Linked DNA regions of Callithrix jacchus: region 1 is linked to region 2. A link is a contact called in public Hi-C data. All regions are on one chromosome and are shown on one strand. The core of a region is the stretch at or near the end of the contact, and the rest is flanking DNA. Distances in the headings are between cores, read along the strand shown.

Evidence for each region. Hi-C and Micro-C count contacts between places; a contact is called where the count stands out from the background.
Region 1: a contact with region 2 is called in a Hi-C map of skeletal muscle, with 6 times the contacts expected there. The contact joins two enhancer-like sites. A contact is called at or near these places in 2 of 3 Hi-C or Micro-C datasets (induced pluripotent stem cells and skeletal muscle).

The regions. Positions count from the first base shown.
Region 1 is chr19:50,735,612-50,738,956 of calJac240_pri, forward strand. No RefSeq gene overlaps it. Among named protein-coding and RNA genes, the nearest start is that of TARBP1, 20 kb to the right of the region's middle. Within about 2 kb of position 1,825, at least 10 of the 16 cell types and tissues checked have an H3K27ac peak or open chromatin away from gene starts, as enhancers often do. A contact at or near this core is called in skeletal muscle, where this site is marked.
Region 2 is chr19:50,505,662-50,508,841 of calJac240_pri, forward strand. All of the region lies in intron 1 of LOC144580339 (a long non-coding RNA gene), which reads right to left. Among named protein-coding and RNA genes, the nearest start is that of IRF2BP2, 120 kb to the right of the region's middle. Within about 2 kb of position 1,615, at least 15 of the 16 cell types and tissues checked have an H3K27ac peak or open chromatin away from gene starts, as enhancers often do. A contact at or near this core is called in skeletal muscle, where this site is marked.

The DNA.
Region 1 (3,345 bases), core at 575-3,074, 230 kb after region 2:
CCTAGTCATTTTTCTTCCACTATTCCCCCTTGAGCTGGGCTAAGAGAACAACGGTGTGGACTCATTCCTTAGGTGCATCGTTGGTCCTTTCACAGACTTAAATATATACATGTGTCCCACTCTTAGAGCAAATAGAAACATCGATTACATGTATTTTAGGACCTCTGTCTGAATTCTGAAGTCTTGCTCTGACTTCTTTTCAGGCTTCCACTTTTGATTTCAGGCACATTCACACTTGTTTAGCTTTCAACTTACAGAGAATGCTGGAAAAGGGATTCATGCATTATTTAGAGCATTCATCTAAATGCCCTCCCAGATCCCTTCTAACCCCATGAGGTCCCATGAGTCTGTGAAATGCATGGGCAAAGGAAAAGGAACTGAGGCTTTGAAGTCAGACCTACCTGGTTCCAACTCCTAGTTCTCAAGTTTACTAGTTGTGTGATTTGGGGTGAGCTGTTTACCCTCATAGGGGCTTAGGGTCCTCATCTGAAAACCTGGGTCAGTGCCAACTACCAAGCCAGGGCTGTGAGGATTAAATGAGACATTACTTACATAAAAACATGGAACAGGATGGGCGCAGTGGCTCACATCTGTAATCCCAGCACTTTGGGAGTCCAAGGCTGGCAGATCACGAGGTCAGGAGTTCAAGACCATCCTGGCCAACATGGTGAAACCCCGTCTCTACTAAAAATACAAAAATTAGCCAGGCATGTTGGTGGGAGCCTGTAAGCCCAGCTACTCGGGAGGCTAAGGCAGGAGAATCGCTGGAACCCAGGAGGCAGAGGTTGCAGTGAGCTGAGACCTTGCTTTTGCACTCCAGTCTGGGTGACAGAGCAAGACTCTGTCTCAAAATAAAATAAAATAAAAAAGAAATAACATGGAACAGAGTAAGAGGCATATGTAGGTGCCAAGGTATGTATTAGATTCTGTTCTTTATTAACGTGCAAGTTCCTGACGGCTCCAATATGTAGGCTATTGTATATCTGAATATTGCTTCTGTCTCAACTTCCAGGTTTTATTTCAAAAAGAGAAAGAAACAAGGAAATAAACAGTAACTGTCAGAAGTCCTTTGTAAAGTATCACCCATCCATTGAAATGTGCTTTCCATTCAAAAACTAACTTATTAATTATTCATTGCTTTTGGAACTGAAAATGAGAACAGAGTTTAAGACCCAGAGTTGGCTAAGAACAGTGTTCCAACTGTCTGATGTCTGTCATTTCCTGGTATCCAAGCAGTTCATCCCAAATCTGAGATTTGCAGTTTCGGGAGTCCCGTGAACTTTAGGCTCGACGATCAGTCAGGTTTAGTCCCGTTTAGCCAATGCCTGGAATGACTGTTCTCTTTACTTTCATTTCCACTCGGGGCACTGCATTTCTGGGGGATTATTTCACTGCATGGGTGGTCCGAGTCCCTTGGCCTTCAGCCTTATGGCTCATTCCATTGCTCTGGGCAAGCCGTAACCACCCGAACACGCAAGTTTTTCTTTCATGCCCCAATGCCATGAGTAACACCATTAACTCTTCAGGACTGAGTTTGGGATTACCAAAAAATCTTGCAACCCCCTGTGTTTGCAGTCAAAACGCAGAGGAACAGGATGTTTGCAGGGCTTGTTTTCACGCCAGAAATGCGGTTGCCCTCATAAACAATCCTTGAGATGTTTTTTACCTAACGATTGTACTTCGCTGGGATTGCGGGTTACAAAATGGAAGCTCAGTGCTTCCTGCTTCGAGTTCCAGCAGAACAAATGTGCGAGAGATTCCCGGGCTTGGAAACTCTTCAGACCAGGAAGGGCTGCCGATGTGTCCCCAGCAGGGAAAGGGCAGGAGGAGCACAGCTGTGCAAGGGGGTGTTTCACATGCTTCTCTAAAGAGGAGCTTCCTGAAGTGTAAAAAGGCTGGGGAGACGCAGGGCCACATTTCCCAAGGCCTGGGGCCAGTGCGGGGACAAACGCGAGGCGGGCGCAGGTGCTTTGCGGGTTCCGCGCGCCATCTGGTGGCTTCGGGCTGACATTGGGCGCACCATCCGGGCTTCACCCCATTGACAGAGGCTGCACAGGAGGAAACCATTGTGGGCGTCTAAGTTCTGTTGGCAGGGATCACCAGGGCCCCCAAAGGAAGACAACAAGGGCCAGATGCTCCGAATTCCATTCCTTATTCTACAAATGGATACTCAAAGCCTCAGGTTCCCCTTTGAGGAGGAGGCACTGATCCTTCCTTCAGTGCCAGCCTTTCCATGACACAGCAACATGAGCACTGGGCTCTGCACAGTCTGGCCCCTCTGTGCCTGCTTTCCACGTCGTGACCCCTTGCCCCTACCTGCAGCAGGCGTCTTCCCCTTGCCCCTACCTGCAGCGCGTGTATATTCCCTTCCAGGCTTCTGAATCCCATGGTTCTCAAGGGTGATTCCACAGGCATCTTTACATCCTTAGAATATTTGCCTCCTATTTTGTTCCTGCTAGTGTTTCCAAAGTGTGTTCCAAGAATGGTGGTTTTGTTAAGTAGAATTGTATCTCTTTTTGAAAAGGCATTCGGGCCGGGTGCAGTGGCTCACGCCTGTAATCCCAGCACTTTGGGAGGTCGAGGCGGGCGGATTACGAGGTCAGGAGATCGAGACCATCCTGGCTAACACAGTGAAACCCCGTATCTATTAAAAATACAAAAAATCAAAATAAAAGATTAAAATCAGCCGGGTGTGGTGGCACGCACCTGTAGTCCCAGCTACTGGGGAGGCTGAGGCAGGAGAATCGCTTGAACCCAGGAGGCGGAGGCTCCTGGTGAACTGAGATCACACCACTGCATGGCATTCAAAGTTTGGGAAAGTCGGGGTTATGCCAAGGTCAAAGGGACATGATCGCAGGCTATCTCAGGAGCATTAAACATGCTGAGAATGTAGTGGATCTCTAAGAAGGAACTAGAGTTCGCTATAGTTTCTAAACTTTAGAAGGTTTTGGCATCAAAACCTTCCTCCTGTCTCCACCTTTGGAGAGCATCCTGCAAATACTGCATTTAATAATACAATTTTAAGGAAAAAGAGTGCCCTGTTCACTTGACCCATGATTATGTAGCTATCTTTTTAAAACTGAAAGACACCTGTATTTGTTTGCTGGGGCTATCATATTGCCTCACAGTTGCGGAGGCTGAAGCTCCAAGACCAGCGGGTTGGCAGGGCTGGTTCCTTCTGAGGTTCTGAGGTTCTTCCCCTTGGCTTAGAAATGGTCATCTTCTCTCTGTGCCGCCACATGATCTCCCCCGTGTCTATCTGTGTCCTAGTTGCCTTCTCTTTTTCTTCATTATTTCTTCCTTCTCCTCCTCCTCCTCCTCCTCCTCCCCTCCTCCTCCTCCTCC
Region 2 (3,180 bases), core at 365-2,864:
CCCGGAGAAAACAGCCTGTTCCTTCTTCAGCTTGCCCTTCTCCACTTACAGACTATGAGAGAGAACACTGGAACTCTGAAAACAAGGCCCAGAGAGTCAGATTTCCACCCTTGTCGAGGTGGGAAGGGCAGGCCCAGACATCTCCGCCAGAGGCTGGTTTTCCAGGCAGTACCTGGGAAAGACAAGCTGAGCAAAGGGGAACTGGGGGTTAGGCTCAGACACGCTGTGTCACAGAGGCACCAAGCGCCGAACTCAGTATTGTTTCTAGAAAGTCACCAGGAGCTGGGAATGAAGGACAAGGCTGTGGCTTCATCAGGCCCTGACCCGGGCATCAGCTCTCTCACTCTGGGTAGCTGCTTTAGCACACTCTAAGAGGCTGCTCCTGTGTCTGAGGTGAGGGATCCCCTTGCCCTTCGTTTTGAGTCGCAGGTTAAGGAAAGGAGACAATAGCCACGTCAGGTTCTGCTTCCAAACAGGAGCCTCTTCTTAAGAAACTGAAGTTCGTCTTTAGATCAGTTCTGCCAAGCCACAAGTTTCTATCTGCACTGTCTCCCCAACCTGAGGCAAAAGTGTGCCCCTGTCTGGCCCCCAGCTTCCAGTCTCCCCTGGCTCTGCCATCCTCTGGGGACCCTAAGCCTGTGGGTCCTATTTGCATGGGAACTGGTGCACGATTCTCCCCTCCTCTCCTTCTTCCAGTTCTCCTCGGCCATGTCCTCAGCACAGATGTCAGCCAGGGTGTGTGGGGCCCGGGGAAGTCCTGGACATTCATTCCAGTCAGGGAGGGCGGGAACGGGTCTGCTTTGCAACCTCCCCAGAGGAGGTCAATCAAGTCCGCTCGCCCCCACCCCAATAGGGTCCTGTTTGGTTTAACTTAGTGCAGACCCAACTCTGAGCTGGGAATGCCCGAGCAAGGCAGCCAAGGCCTATAATCAAAGTAGGGAGGAAGAGGAGGGACTTCTGGGTTCATCTCCCATTTGCCAGTGTTTTCCTCCACGACCTTGACCCTCCTGGTGGCTCTGTCCCCTCCCTGGACACGGGACACAACTGTGCACACTCTGGAAAGGCAAAGGAGGGCTCTTCAGAGGGCCAGCTGTGGTCCATCTGAAGGTGACAGTGTGCCAAGTTGTTTTACAGGGAGGCTGCCATGGGCCTCACGATAGCAGTCCCTGCTTCCGCCTTTCTGTTGTCTTCCAACTAAAGAGGCCAGGAAATGGCGGAGTCAGCTCCTGCTGTAGCACCTTCTAGAATCAGAAGAGACCTTTCCGAGAATTTGGCTGAACCCTGAGGGTGAGGAGTGTCAGATTTTGCAGCGGGGCGCAGCTGGCAGTGCAGGCTCCACTTCTAAGTAACCTTTGCTTCGGAAACCTGCAACTCTGCCCGGAGCCTTGCCTTTGATCACGATTTGTCACCTCCCAGGAGATGTTCCACTTTCTAAGCAGGTGGAAAACGAACCCGATTAAAAATAGGGAACTGGACTCTTCACAGAGTCCCCCTGTAAAGCCAGACCACTGGCTGTACCTCGGAGGGGAAAAGGGAACATCCCTGTCCCTCGGGTCCCAGGGCTCTGTGGGACCCGGGACCCCTGCACAGCCTGCAACCCGAGGGCGACGGCCTGGCCGGGCTCCAGCAGCAGGCAGAGGCTTTGGCCATGGCCACGGGCTGGCTCCTGCTCACTGGGTTCACCTTGGTGACCAGAGGTCACTGTAACCGCCCTTTCCCTGCCCTCCCTTCCTCCTCCCCTCAATGCTTTATGGACCTGAGTTTCTGGAGCTTTCTCAAAACCGTGGACACATTCCCAGTGGAAATCATGACATTTTCCGTTTCACATTACGCACTCCACAATGCCTCAGGAAGGGAGAGAGGGAGAAGGAAAACAAGGCCTGGGAGCCAGCCCCTCTCTGTCTGCAGCCAGGGCTGCTCACTGCTCTGTTTATCCTGGAGTCACCTCCCTCCCGAACTTGACAGCCAGTGCCCCAGTGTTTTCTTCTGCAGTCAAAGGCCCCGATGAATAGGTGAACTGCCTTTTCTATCTGCTCATGTGGCACATCTGGATAAAGGCGTGCCTCTCTACTTTGTTGTGTTTTTTTTAAACTTTACTTTCCACTGCCATGGTAACTGCTGCATGTTTGGCAGAGGGAAAGAGGAAAAAAAAAAAGCTCGGAGAGAAGAAAAGGAGCTCTCAGCGCGGGGCTGGCGGCTGTCCAGGGTAATCATGCCGCAGAGCTGAAATGAGGCCTCTGGCGGGCAGCCAAGTTACAAAGAACAAAGCTGTCAGTTCCTAATGTTGGCGGCAATGCTTGTTTGGCATCCTTATATGGTTTCCCAGAACTCCCTGCCTTGGCCGCCTTCCATTCCCTTCAGGGCAGCAAACAGGATTAGCACAGCTCCGAGTTGTTTTTCTCCTCTCTCCTCCAACTGTTCCAATGACATCATCCCTGCTGCATTCATTTGCCAGCAGGGTGGTTTTTCTCTCTCTCCACCTCCCTCTTCCCTTCCTCCCTCCCTTCCTCCCTCTCCTCGGTTTCTCTCTCTCTCTCTCTCTCTCTCTCTCTCTCTCTCACACACACAGACACACACACAGACACACACACACACACACACACACACACACACACCTCTACTCCCACTCACTTCCTGTGGCCTCCCCCTTGCCTCTGACTTTCTTTAAATGCAATGTTTTAGGTCATTCTTCTTGTCCAGCTTCTCTGTTAAATTAAAAACACCCCAGTGCTTGTACATTTAGCTGAATCAAGCCAGACGCTGTATTTTATTTTTATAACTGAATTCCTGTGAGATAAAAATCTCATTTTCCTTAGTAGACTGTAATCAGCACTCACAGGGATGTGGTTTCCAACTGCCCCAGCTCATGCTTCCTTATGAAACTCCGCTGAGAAATGAACTTGGCTCCCGTTCAGGTTTAAAGGGCCCGAGGCCGGTCACACGTTACTTGCTCATGCACACACACACACACACACACACACAGGATGTGCACATAAAGAACATTACACATGCATGCACACACACACACACACAGGATGTGCACATAAAGAACATTACACATGCATGCACACACACACACACACACACAGGATGTGCACATAAAGAACATTACACATGCATGCACACAGACATGGACACATGTCCTTGTCCAGGAAGCACCTACAGCTTCACACACAAAGA